Regions from separate parts of the Gossypium hirsutum genome. Here region 2 is linked to region 1. Evidence: chromatin contacts called from public Hi-C data. All regions are on one chromosome and are shown on one strand. The core of a region is the stretch at or near the end of the contact, and the rest is flanking DNA. Distances in the headings are between cores, read along the strand shown. Region 1 has its middle 29 kb from the start of LOC107901959. Region 2 holds the start of LOC107901960 (arogenate dehydratase/prephenate dehydratase 1, chloroplastic).

The links. Hi-C and Micro-C count contacts between places; a contact is called where the count stands out from the background.
Region 2: a contact with region 1 is called in a Hi-C map of hypocotyl, with 5 times the contacts expected there. The contact joins the promoter of LOC107901960 here to the enhancer-like site in region 1. A contact is called at or near these places in 15 of 34 Hi-C or Micro-C datasets (anther, callus, cotyledon and 3 more).

Annotation. Positions count from the first base shown.
Region 1 is chrD06:56,684,965-56,691,603 of Gossypium_hirsutum_v2.1, forward strand. No RefSeq gene overlaps it. Among protein-coding and RNA genes, the nearest start is that of LOC107901959, 29 kb to the left of the region's middle. Within about 2 kb of position 3,312, at least 3 of the 9 cell types and tissues checked have an H3K27ac peak or open chromatin away from gene starts, as enhancers often do. A contact at or near this core is called in hypocotyl and leaf, where this site is marked.
Region 2 is chrD06:56,768,476-56,774,995 of Gossypium_hirsutum_v2.1, forward strand. It overlaps LOC107901960 (arogenate dehydratase/prephenate dehydratase 1, chloroplastic), which reads left to right and starts at 1,397. Exons shown (of 11, transcript XM_016828155.2): 1 at 1,397-2,352; 2 at 3,467-3,534; 3 at 3,613-3,705; 4 at 3,796-3,996; 5 at 4,182-4,262; 6 at 4,347-4,442; 7 at 4,645-4,722; 8 at 4,805-4,894; 9 at 4,982-5,049; 10 at 5,320-5,401; 11 at 5,886-6,498. The coding sequence starts at 2,082. The coding sequence ends at 5,942.

The sequences.
Region 1 (6,639 bases), core at 2,062-4,561:
TAATAATAATAATAATTAAGTGATGATAAATCTAAAATGATAATAATTGGAACCTAATATGAATTTAAAAGTCTAATTAAGTGAACTGTAACCTTAGTAATAAAAAATATTAATAAAATAAATATAAAAAAAATTTTGGTTTAATTCAAAAGTTTAATTTTGCCATCATTTATTATACATTTTGAAAATTTTAAAATTTAATCTTTTTACTTGTTTGAATTTAAAAATTAAAATTAAATTAGTATAATTCTTAGTAGATTTATGTTAAATTTGAATATGGGGCATTCTACTTTTTGAAATTGAAACTATTTCAAAAGTTCAAGGAATAAAAAATTAAGAGATAATTAGGCCTATGTTTCTTCTTCTTCTTTTTACAGTTTTTTAAAACTTTTTTTTGTCTTGAATATTTGAGTTGGGACTAGTTCACTATTGAGGTTAAAAAATGTTATTGAAAATTTATGTGAAAAATAATTTGTAAAAAGTGCATTAGAAAATTTGATAGTGTTTATCATTGCTAACAAAAATGTGTTTTTGAAAATATAAAATGACAATTTTAAATATGATGTTGTAAAATGAAAGATTTAATGAGAGATAAAAATGTAACTTCATGGAGAAATAATTTTTCAAAAACTAAAAATTTTGACTTTTTTTTAGTTCGGATTAAAATTTTAATTTAAAATCAAGGTTTGATTTGAAAAGCTGTTTGTTTACCAAAATTTTTTTTATTTAAACTCAAGTTAAAAAGTGCTTTAATAATAAATAAAGTGTACATCATTTAAAAAATTCCAATTTTGTCACATAAATTAATTTTGATTTATCATATTATTTGGAATTAAATTTTAACTATTTTGTAGAATATGGAAGAATATATATCATTAGAATTTAGGGAAACAGGCCTAGACTAGGCCCAACAATATCAAAATTCTCAAAACTGGAAATGGAAAAAATCCCTCTTCAATACATGCACGTGGGTCTGGCCAGCCCCAATCGCAATCCCATTTCAAAATGATTTCTTATGAACTTAGCCACTAAATTTTGGGTTTATTTAACAAAAACAGGTTACATTTTAGTTAAATATTCAAAAGTTTTCATTTAAGTTATTGGCTTTTAAAATTGATGCTATATGACTTTCTCTATTCATATTACTTGCACCAATCGAAAGCTCTCTTCCCTCTTCTCTTCTATAGTTCACTTTTTTTTTATGAAACAGCTTTAGATGTCACAAATTTACGAACCAAGATTTAAACAACTTTTTTTCCAACTCCGTCATTAATCGTCAGATCAACTTGGATCTAAGGTATGTTCTTCTACTTGTCGATGGGTATTAATCCATTATATCGATCGTCGAATCGTCACTTGGAGCTTGCTGACAGAACTTTAAAAAATAAAAACTTAACGGTTTAGTGGCTTAAACTAAAACTTTGAATAGTTAAGTGACCCAATTATAACTTTTTTTAGTTAAGAGACCAAAATAAAAATTTACCCATAATTTAGTGATGAACGGTGTAATTTACCCTTTCTTATTTCCACTCAAAATTGAATAATGTTATAAATAATATTTATATTTATTTAATTTGAATTGAATTAGATTGGACTTACCAAAGTAACAAAAATATCTTATTCAAAACTTGGTAGAATGGACATTCTATTTATTGTTAGGTATAATCTAGGTAAAAGTATTTTAAAGGTCTTTGTATTAGGAATTGAATTACGGTTTGCCTCTTCTATTAAAAAAATGAGCATATTAGTCTTATACGTTAGATGAAAGAGGAAAGAGTAAATCAATTATTATATTAAAAAAATCATCTATTTTTACTACTAAGTGATGATGTGTCATTATCTGATTGCTTGAATTAGTCCCTCTATGTCAATACAAATAATTACATCAAATTTATAATTTTGTTAAAAAAACTAAAAGATTGGTTAGTCCCAAAAAGTGTATGATTTTCCGGGCAAATAACCAAAAAAGGCCGGCTTTTTTCAAAATTTACCGAAATGGGCCAGTTTTTTAATTATTTACCGGAATGGGCCATTTTCCTCGAAATCGTGTCCACGCCAGCGCGATGTCAGGGTACGCGCAAGAAATCGCGTCCACGTTAGCGCGATTTGCTGATGTGGAAGGAAATCGCTCCCTCTAGGATGCGATTTGCTGACGTGGCATGAACAGTGTGTTTTTAGCTTGGAAAACTTTGAAAGGCCATAACTTTTGGCTTGGTTGTCCGATTGAGACGATTTTTTTTATTTCGAATAAATTTTCGAGATCTACGAGTGGCAAACAGCCGATGGCGGTTTGCCGAAGTTTTCGTCAAAAAAGATCCTTTTTTGCCCCTAAATTTTGATTTTTTCGGTTTAAAATTGAATTTTGAAACATTCAAATCATTATTTTCCTCATTTATTTGAAGTAAACACCGGATCTTTTTTTACAGAATTGTCTTATATCATCCTGTTATAGGTATAAGTCAGCTCATTCCACTTTTGAGAAGTTCCCTAAAATTTTCCATTTTATTCAATTTAGTCCCTAAAACCTAAATAGTCATATTTTCAAATCTAAGCTTCGTTTTTCAATTCAAATTCAAATTCATCCTTCCATAACATTCAAATATTCTTAAATACAAAAATTTTGTGCTAAATTTGAAATAATTACACTTTAGTCCCTATACTCATAACTAACAAATTATACTTTACAAATTAGTCCCTATTCATCTCTAAGCAGTTTTCTAGCGCGTAGATCTCGAAAATTTATTCGAAATCAAAAAAAAAATTGTCTCAATCGGACAACCGAGCCAAAAGTTATGGCCTTTCAAAGTTTTCCAAGCTAAAAACACACTGTTCATGCCACGTCAGCAAATCGCGTCCTAGAGGGCGCGATTTCCTTCCACGTCAGCAAATCGCGCTGACGTGGACGCGATTTTCTGCGCGTACCCTGACATCGCGCTGACGTGGACGCGATTTCACGGAAAATGGCCCATTCCGATAAATAATTAAAAAACCGTCTCATTTCGATAAATTTTGAAAAAAACGGCCTTTTTTGGTTATTTGCCCTGATTTTCCTCCAATTTTCACCTAAACATCTTGGAATGGTACCCTTCTTATGAAAACAAAGAAAGAAAATTGAAGAAAAACCTAATCTCTCAACACGTATGAAGCCATCACCTATATGTAGGTTAGTTGAATGTGATTGTCGGCTTTTCTATTATTTATCAAAGTAATAAAAAATTATTTTGTTTATAATATTTAGATCAATGAACACATTGTTTTCTGTTTTGTGCAGTGCATGAATAGGCCACCAAATTTGTTATTTTCTGCCTTCATTTTCAAGGAAAGTAGGCGGTTCCATTCTCCATTTTCAAGGTTTAGCTGTCATTATCATTCAACTCCAATGCCTAAAATAATTGTTTGAATGATAATTTAGATCCTGAATTTTATTATTTTATTTAAATTTAAATATGTTGGAAAAATATGATTTTTAAAATTTTTTTACGACATATTTTCAATTGATAAATGAGGAATTTTAAATCATAAAATTATGATTTTATATTCTACCCCATAAGATATTTACAACGGATCATACGCTCAAAATTAATACTTAAAGTAAGTTACTTGTGAATTATGTTGAGGAAAATAAAAAAATATTAGTCCCACGTTGATTGTGAATCAAGCGTGGAACTTGTATATATATATAAACCAACTTGGTGATTATTGAATGATTAAACTAATGTTCTCTTTTGTGTGCAAGAGGAGTGCAAGTCCATCGGGGTTGGCGGGTGCACCCGCGTGACATGGGCGACACGACCTTCTAGACCTGCAAAATCTGTTTTAAAAAGACAAATATCTCATCTTGATTTAATTTTATTCAAATTCATTTAAAGACTCATTTAATACAGATTTGTATCTTTATTCATAAAAAATTCCAAAATTCCTCTGAATGCCTATAAAAACTTAAAGAATACTGCAAAATTCTTTAGAGACACAGAACAAAATTCTTTTCTTTTTCTTTCCAAATTTTCAAATGTTTCAGTGATAGAAGAAGGTAAGGTTTGTTCGTTGATCACTGCAGAGGTACTACTGCCACGATTATTTTGTTGTTGCATACTAGGAGACAGATGACCAACGTTTCTCCAAGTACCTTATTTGATTTCTAATTTTTCAAGATCTTATTTATTAAATTATTTTCAGATATGATGTTTTAAATAAATATAATATAAATATTTATTTAATTTATTTTGTTTAGATCTTATGTTTTTACATCAATATAAATATTTGCTTATATTATTTATTCAAATCTTATATTTAATATTTATTTACTAAAGTGTTTTGTATAACAAAATTTACTATTCGTTATGGGTTCGGAATAGATATGAGTATCCGATTCTAAAGTATTCATTATTTTGCTTCTACCATGGCTTAAATCTTAGCCTTGGAGGACTAGTTTAGCTGCTAAAGCTAGAATTTCACGTTGATTATAATATACATAAATTACTAGACAATATATAAAAATAATATAATTTTTTAAAAACAATTATTAATTAATAATTTTAAATATGTTTATTTTTTTATGAGAAAAAATATCTTCTTTAAATATTATTCAATTATTCACTTAAATCTTTTTTTTATCCCTGTATCTAACTAAACAATGATATAAAAATAAAAAAAATTTAAATATGCAATTATTCTTTTCATTATTTGATCAAACTCAATTATTTGAATCAATGTATTTGGATGATTTATGGAATACAAGTTTAAAAATCGCGTTAACATGAAACCAAATTGAATTCCATTTTTTTTCATAAATGATTAATTATAATTATAATTATATAAAATTAAATATTTTATATTTAAAATAATGAAAATAATTTAAAATTTCTTGAAGAAAGTTTAGAAATTTCAAAACAAAAAATTAACATGAAAAAATCAAGAACCAAACCAAATTAAGATGGACGCTTCAAAAAGCCCTAAAAACTCAATCGAAACAAATCGATTTCACCCCTACATGTAACTAACTTTATGGTAAAATATAGTAGATACAATTAACATTATATAATTAAGGTAGATTAGTAATGATCTGTATAACCCTATATAGTATTTACAACTATATTATTATAATGTACATTTTTATATTAATGATATGTAACCTTAAACCCTAAACGTGCAACTAACCTTATGGTATATTATTGTTATACTTATATCACTACCTCAATTTAAACATGGTTGGACCCTCCATTGGGTCACACAAGGCCCAATAAGTGACATAATTGGGTAGAAACCCTCACTTACCTATAAATACCCCAAGTATCAACATAGTAGGGGGATTCCTTTCTGGCTCTCGGTCCTAGAACGAGTGAACCATCCTTATTTAGCACTGTCCCCTCTCCTCTTTCTCCATTTCCATTGATTGCTAAATTGTTAATATATGTCGTTTTTTTTACTTGGCCAAATATGCTGTTTTTTTAAATTTAGGGAAATAGGCTAATTTTAAATAGTGTGTGTAAAAGCGCACCCAACTGGACGCGCTTTCACATACACACTCTTTCTTCAACCATTGATTTTTTAGGGTTTTTCTAAGGTTAGAGGTTTTTTGTTTAGAAACTAGGGTTTATGGTTTATGGTTTTGAGAGTGAAACCGTGAAAGTTTATAGGTAGATTTGAGTGGCTGGGGATGTGATAATGCGTCTAAGAACACATACATTTCATATCTCATGCCGGGATAGGACCATTACTTTAGAAACCCATCCTATGGAAGTTAGGTTTCGGGGTGGCAGTGCTTGATATGGTCACAGGTCGAAGTCTAGGTAGAGGTCCTAGTAGGTGGTCGTGATGTGGTTATAGGTTCGAGTATAATTAGGGACCAGTTGACGGTTGTTATATGGTCATGAATTCAAGCGTTTTGGATACCCATAAATGATGCCTTATATATATATCATATATAATATTAATACCATAATCGTAGGGAAAAACGAAGGGCTTTCTGACATAATTAACGTAGTTTTTTTCTCTATTTTTAGGGAGTCAGTATTTTTAATCTTTCATTCTTATTTGAAGGTTGACATCGAGGTGGACACAAGAGGGCTTTCAAGCAGAGATCAGATGTTCCACTGGAGTAAAGGTCAAACTCGAGTCGATGCGGCAGCAGTTGTAGTTATTAATGGGTTGTTTAATAACAACCGTTGTTGACCCGAAAGGAGCATCACCTTTACTCCAATGTCATAGCTGTTGCCCGCCTGAGAGCCCTACATACACGACGACGCTGGCCTTCAGATAATAAGGTAAGTTAAAGATATTGGTTGCATAAAAATAGAGAAAAAAATTACATTGATTATAGCGGAAAGTCTCACAGTTATTCCTTATGATTATGCCCTTAAACTTCTGTATAGTATTTATAAGGAAACATCTTCGGGTATCCAAAAAATTTGAGCTCGTGCCCGCATAACGACCTTCAACTAGCTTGCTCGTTATAATCTGATCCATGACCTCATAACGACTATAAACCGAAACCTTTATGTAGACTTCCACCCGTGACCGTATAAAGCTCAATCACTCCAGAACCCAATATCCACAGGATAAGTTTCTAAAGTAATGGTCCCATCTCGGTAGCATATATGAAATGTGTGTCTTAGAGCAATATCACATCACCGACGACTC
Region 2 (6,520 bases), core at 147-2,646, 82 kb after region 1:
TGGATGTCTGCTGTAAAGGCCCTAGTGCCTCGTTTTGAGTTTGTAGCTTTTTGTTTTAGGTGCCAATCTAGTAATAGTGTATGGTCCATCACCTTACTAAATACAGATAATCCTTTGTTGTACGACATTCACAACTTGATTATGTACTATATTATTGATTTTAATTAATAAATAAGATATATTAAAAAATTGGATAAAAGTATCATAAAAGTTCCTATATCAAGAATTAAATTGTATCTCATTAAAAAAATGAGTAATTTTAAATTAGATTTGATCATGGGCCAGGTCGATGTCAAATTTTATACTCAAGTTTGACTCAAAAAATAGACCTAAAATTTTGCTCAAACTTGACCCAGATAAAAAAATACTAAACCCGAGCCCACCTGGCCTGCCCATATTGAAAATTTTTATATTATTTTTTATATAAAAATAAATTTAAAAAATACAATACATCAAATATACTAAAAACATTAAAATAAATATTTCCCAATAAATTGAAAATACATTAAAAAAATCTTTATACTTAAATAATACTAAGACAGTTACAACTTAGCAAGCAAATGCCTTTAAAATAGTAACAAAATTAACAATAAAATAAGAGTTATACAATTTCCAAACAATAATAACAAAATAGTAGCAATGTAATAACAAAATAGTAGCAAAACAAAGCAAAATGACAACAAACAGCAATAGAAATTTTTTTCTGGATTAAGTCCAGGCAAAAAAATCTTACCTTAGGTCCAACCCATTTCGAAAACGGGTGTTATTTTTTGTCCAAGTTCATTTTTCGGATCTATATTTTTGTCCAAACTCTCCCACTTTTTCGAGCGGGTTTTCAGGTCTAGGCAAATGGCCCGATCCATGATCAAACCTAATTTAAATTAGTTCTTGTAGTTAAATAAAAAAGCAAACTGATCATTTTTATTAAAGAACATATATTTTTACTATTAAAAACTGACTTGACTAATGAAATAACTAAACAATTATACATTGTATGCCACATGCACCTCATGTTGACATATATAAACTAATTTTTTATAATAAAAATAGAGAGATATTTTAAAAAAATGAACCAATTTACTCTAATTTATTTACTTTTGAATAAAAGACCAAAATATAAATTAACTTATAATACAAAAACTTTTTTTTTAGATCAAAAAATATTTTAAATAGAAAATTGAGAGTTCCAGTTCAATTTGACAATTCACCTAAAAAATACTAAAATTTATCGAAACAAGAGAATATGAATTTGAGTTCCTTATCTTTTATTTAAAAGTGAAAATAGGCTACAATTTTATATGAATAAAAAAAAGTACAAGGGATAAGATTTCTTAAAAAAAAAGTCCAAAATTGAGATATTTTATTTAAATAACTTTAGTAACGCCTGAACTGGATTTTGATAACGCTACAGAAAACATTTGGAAGAATATACTATCTAATATTTATTTTCTTCCCCAATACAATTTAATGTTATGTTTAAGTCAGCTCAGCCATTATTGTGAAATTTGGAAGGCCATTTCCAGGTTTCCAAAACCATTCCCTGATTATACGCTGCCTATTCTCCTCTATTTAATATCATATATGGAAGGTTTGGTGGTGATATAGTTGTTCCCAGGACCCAGGTTTCACTCTTGAAGATTGGATTCTCATTGGATTGCTTGGCTTCACCTTTGTTTTTTTTCCTTTCCTTCTTTGACGTCAAACACCCTCTAATCTAAGGAAACGTGTGGCCAACTTTCCTTTCCCAACTACCCTCTTCTTTTTCTAGTCTACCCAAGTTCTTTGAATTACCAGTAACATTTGTTTGATTTCTCAGTTGAAAAGAAGGGGAGAAAAAAATAGTTTGGGCTTTTCTTTTTTGAGTAGTTTTGTGTTATGGGGTCCATTCATACTTAACCTGCATTCTCCTTTCAAGTTGCCTCTCATTCTGTTTCACCAACAACACCGCACCACCAAACTTGATTCTTTTTTTCACTCATTGAGAGGTTGAAGTTTTGGCCTTTTCTTGTTTTTTTGATAGAAAAATAGCAGGACATTGGCATTGTGTGTTATTTGGTTTTTGAGATTTCTTGTATTTTTTGATGGCTTTGAAGTGTGTTCCGATCTTCTTTTGTTCTCAAAAGCCTCAGTCTCTTCTTGAGATACCAGCTTTGGGGTATAGCCGAGGTAGGATTGTGTTGGATTTGAGGCCTATTAGATTGGAATGCTGTGCTTTGGGTGCTTCAGCACAAAGTGCTATTTGTCTTGTTGAAGACGAGAAGCCTGGGGCCAAGACATCTCCCACTGGGAAGATTGATAACGATGGGAACACAATCTCAAGGGGGTTTCACAAGGACTTGAATCTTCTTCCTAGTAATCTAACTCGGTTCTAGTACTTTCAACTAATATTGGGTTTTAATTTTTTTTTTATAATTCTCTTCCTATAATTTAATTGAGTTGTTGAATGAATTTTAGATGTGATGGAAGCTATGCTTTGTTCTATAAATTAGCATTAATGAAATTATAGATGGAAATAATGTTCATTTCATTTTTTATTTTTGATGCAAATATTTTGATTGAGGTTGAAAAGAATCCTAAAATATGTTGAAGGGCAATGTAGATGGGTCCATTTGTTGTTCTAGTGTTTATAGCTAAATGAAAGGTTCTACTTTGAATGAGTTTGAATAAAGGACAGTTGGAACATTCGTTAGGATAAATGATGTTTCATTTGATATGTAGAATTACATTTATGAGGCCAATTATATTCAATGTCAGTTGTTTGAATGTGCTTCAAGGTTATGTAGCTATGTAAAGATAGAAGATGGCTGCTATTGTCTCCTGCTTGGAACTATTTTGGACTATTCGGTCCCATGGAACCGTTGGTTTAGCAAGAAAGTAAATACAAAATGAGATTCCTAGCTTGGCAGTTGAGATTTACTTTGTTGATGGCTTTTGATGCTTATGATCTTTAGTTATGTTTGTTTGAAGCCGGACATAAAAATTTTGCACTGAATCATGCATCGCTTACTTTTACGAACAACATCTTCTGCTAACATGTGTAGTTATGAGTAGGAGGAATATTCTTTTTTGGAACTTTTGAGTATCATGCGTAATGTCAACCCAATGGGATGGGATAGGACTCTCACGTGGATGAACTTGAGTTGTTCAAGGTTTGAATGACTCCCAAATGTACTCACTCCGCATGTGTACGGATAAAGGAGTATAACCGTTACGTGATCTAGGACAGGATTAATTCATACTTGGATACAATGAATATCTTTCCTATTCAGATGTAATTTAATTAGGTTGGACCGTGTACTTGAATGATCTAGTGATTTCATTGATCGTGGACGTGCTCTATAAATTTATTTCCAATTTTCTTGTATTATTCTTTTATAAGGTATTGTGTCTTATCTTTAATAACTTGGACCGTTACAGGGTTTTGGTCAATGCAATTTCTAAGATTGAATATGTAACTGTTTTGTAGAACCGCTGTCCAAAACCGATCTATCTCCATTTCCTGATGATGGTTCAAACTTGCGGGTTGCTTTTCAGGTCTGAAACTTATTTATTCTTTGATGGAATGTCCAACGTGTTTCTTGCTATACTTATGTCGGCTATTACTTATTTTAGGGAATCTCAGGTGCCTATGGCGAGGATGCTGCCCTTAAAGCATACCCTAATTGTGAGACTGTGCCATGTGACCAATTTGAAGCAGCATTCAATGTTCGGATGATAAGTACTTTAGTGGTATTTTTTTACTGCATGAACCTATGCTGAAATTTTCTCGGTTATATTGTTTTGTTCTTTTAACAGGCAGTTGAACTTTGGTTGGTGGATAAGGCAGTTCTCCCCATTGAGAATTCTGTCGGTGGTAGTCTACACCGTAATTATGATTTACTCCTCCGGCATAGGCTACACATCGTGAGGGAGGTACTGTTGGTTGTTAACCATTGCCTCTTGGCATTGCCTGGTGTTGAAAAGCAGGAAGTGAAACGTGTTTTAAGCCATCCCCAGGTTAATTACGTTCATAATCCAATATTGTTTTAGTTTTTTGTTTGTTCCGGAAGTTACCTTATCTTTCAGGATATACTGGTAAAAAATGTATTAGATCACTTAGGAATTTACTTTATCAAATATGCAAACTTCATGTTGAAGTTGGGGATTCAGATTCTTGAAGTCTTAGTGTTGCTCTTTTTCAGGCACTTGCTCAATGTGAGATGGCACTTACCAAAATGGGCATTGTTAGAGTCAGTGCTGATGATTCTGCTGGTGCAGCTAAGGTACATTTGAAGACGACCTCATACTAATTTGTCATTTCTTGTTTTATTTTTCATGATGTTCTACATACTAAGATACTTGAACAGATAGTTGCTTCGAGTGGAAGAAGGGATATGGGTGCAATAGCAAGTGCTAGAGCCGCTGCATTATATGGGCTTGACATTCTTGCAGAAAAAGTCCAGGTCAAACCTTCATTTTTGTTGCCCCTCTTTAGTGTCACATAGATTATTGAAGAAGACGAATGCTGGCTTCATAACAATGAATTGGTTTCGGTATCATAGGCTTGGAATAGATTCCTATGTTTGAGGCTTGTGTAAAATAGCATTTCCTCTTATTTATTTTATTTTTCTGACAAAGCCAATTTGGTTTGGTATAATGCATCAGGACGAGGATGATAATGTTACCAGGTATTTGGTACTCACAAGAGAACCCATAATTCCTGGAACTGACAGGCTTTATAAGGTATAACTCCTTGAACTTAGCCACTTCTATTTTATTTGATGAATCAATGTTTCCTTTTTGTTGATAATCTTTCACTTTGCAGACCAGCATAGTTTTTACTCTAGAAGAAGGTCCTGGCATGCTATTTAAAGCTTTGGCTGTGTTCTCCCTAAGGGGTATTAATTTGTCAAAGGTAATTATAACAAAGTGTTCATCTTTGTCTTGTATTGTAATGTGAGGAGACTTTGATTGTTATGTTGCCTCTTGGATCAATTTTCAGATAGAGTCTCGACCACAAAAAGGGCGTCCTCTAAGGGTGGTCGACGATTCTAACAAAGGGAGTGCCAAGTAAGTTTTTATATTCATTGATATCTACCATTGTAAACTGGATCTTAGTAAATTAATATACATCTGACGAGCAGTGGGTAATATTCCACTATTTTCCGAGGTGTCGCAGCCTAATAAATATGAATGGTTAAACAAGATCAAAAGAAAGATGTTAACAGCACTACCTTGAAATGAAAAATCAGGGCATAATAATACATTTGACATGGAGATTATCATAACAAACAAAAAAGTAAAATTAAAACTATTGATCTGGTTGATGTGTGGTGCCAGGTACTTCGACTATCTTTTTTACATCGACTTTGAAGCTTCTATGGCAGAACAACGTGCTCAAAATGCTTTGGAACATTTACAGGTCAGTTGTCTCACACTCTTTTATTACATCTGTAACATGTAATGGTCATATTTTCCTACCAGAAGCACTTGGAATCCATGTTTTTGTGCCAAGGTCATACATGTTGAAGTTTCTATTTTCACATCTTTATCTTGTTTGGATCCATCTCTGTTCTCATTTTATAGGAACTTGATGTCAGCTTAAGTAAACTGTTCAAAATGGCATGTGTCGAATAATGCTTGTATGTAATAACAACGTAATTCCACTTTGTAATCAACCACAATGTTTCAAAGATTATTCGCGTTTGCTTCTTATTAGCATATCGAGATCTCATTGGTGTGTCAACTATCTCCGCCTTATAATTCCTTGCCATATGGTTAAGAAAAAATGGAAACATAGGTTCTTCATAGACTATGAACGTACACTGTCATTTTTATTGCCATTCTCATTTCTCTTAATTCACACTCAGACTGTGAATCTGAAGATGAATTGTTTTGTTTGGCAGGAATATGCCAGATTTCTCCGAGTCCTCGGTTGCTATCCAATGGATGAAGTTCTATAGATGGATTACCCCCTGCCCTCCAAGGGAGAGTACATTTTGTCAATATATTTATTTTTCTGCCAAACCAGCAAGATGGTGACGGCTCAACCCCCACAGGCAATGTACATACAAGTCCTGCTGAAGATGGATGAAGAGTTTCCTGGAATATGTTGAAAGCTTTACTTTATTAGTTCAAAAGCTTCTTCGACATGATCCACTCTCTTTCTTTCCATTCTTTTAAGCCCCCATGGTGTTTCTTCATCCTCCTCAAGGATGCTGTGCCATGTGAAATTTCATCCAAAATCACAGTTATACAATTGATACCTATTGAGGTCCTTTTAAATCTTTGCAAATTAAGATTGGATACTTACAAAGTATATTTAGTTTTATTTTAAAGGGTAAATTACACCAACAGTAATTCAACAAAAGATATTAATGGTTAAGTTTAGGGCCACAATGATTAATAGAAGAGAAGCAGTTGATGTTGTCTGGACTAAATCTGCTATTTCCTCATCACAATGTAACCCAGAGTATGCTCCATATGAGAAAATGGAATGAACTGACCCATTGGAAATGATGCATGGCCTTAACTGTTATCA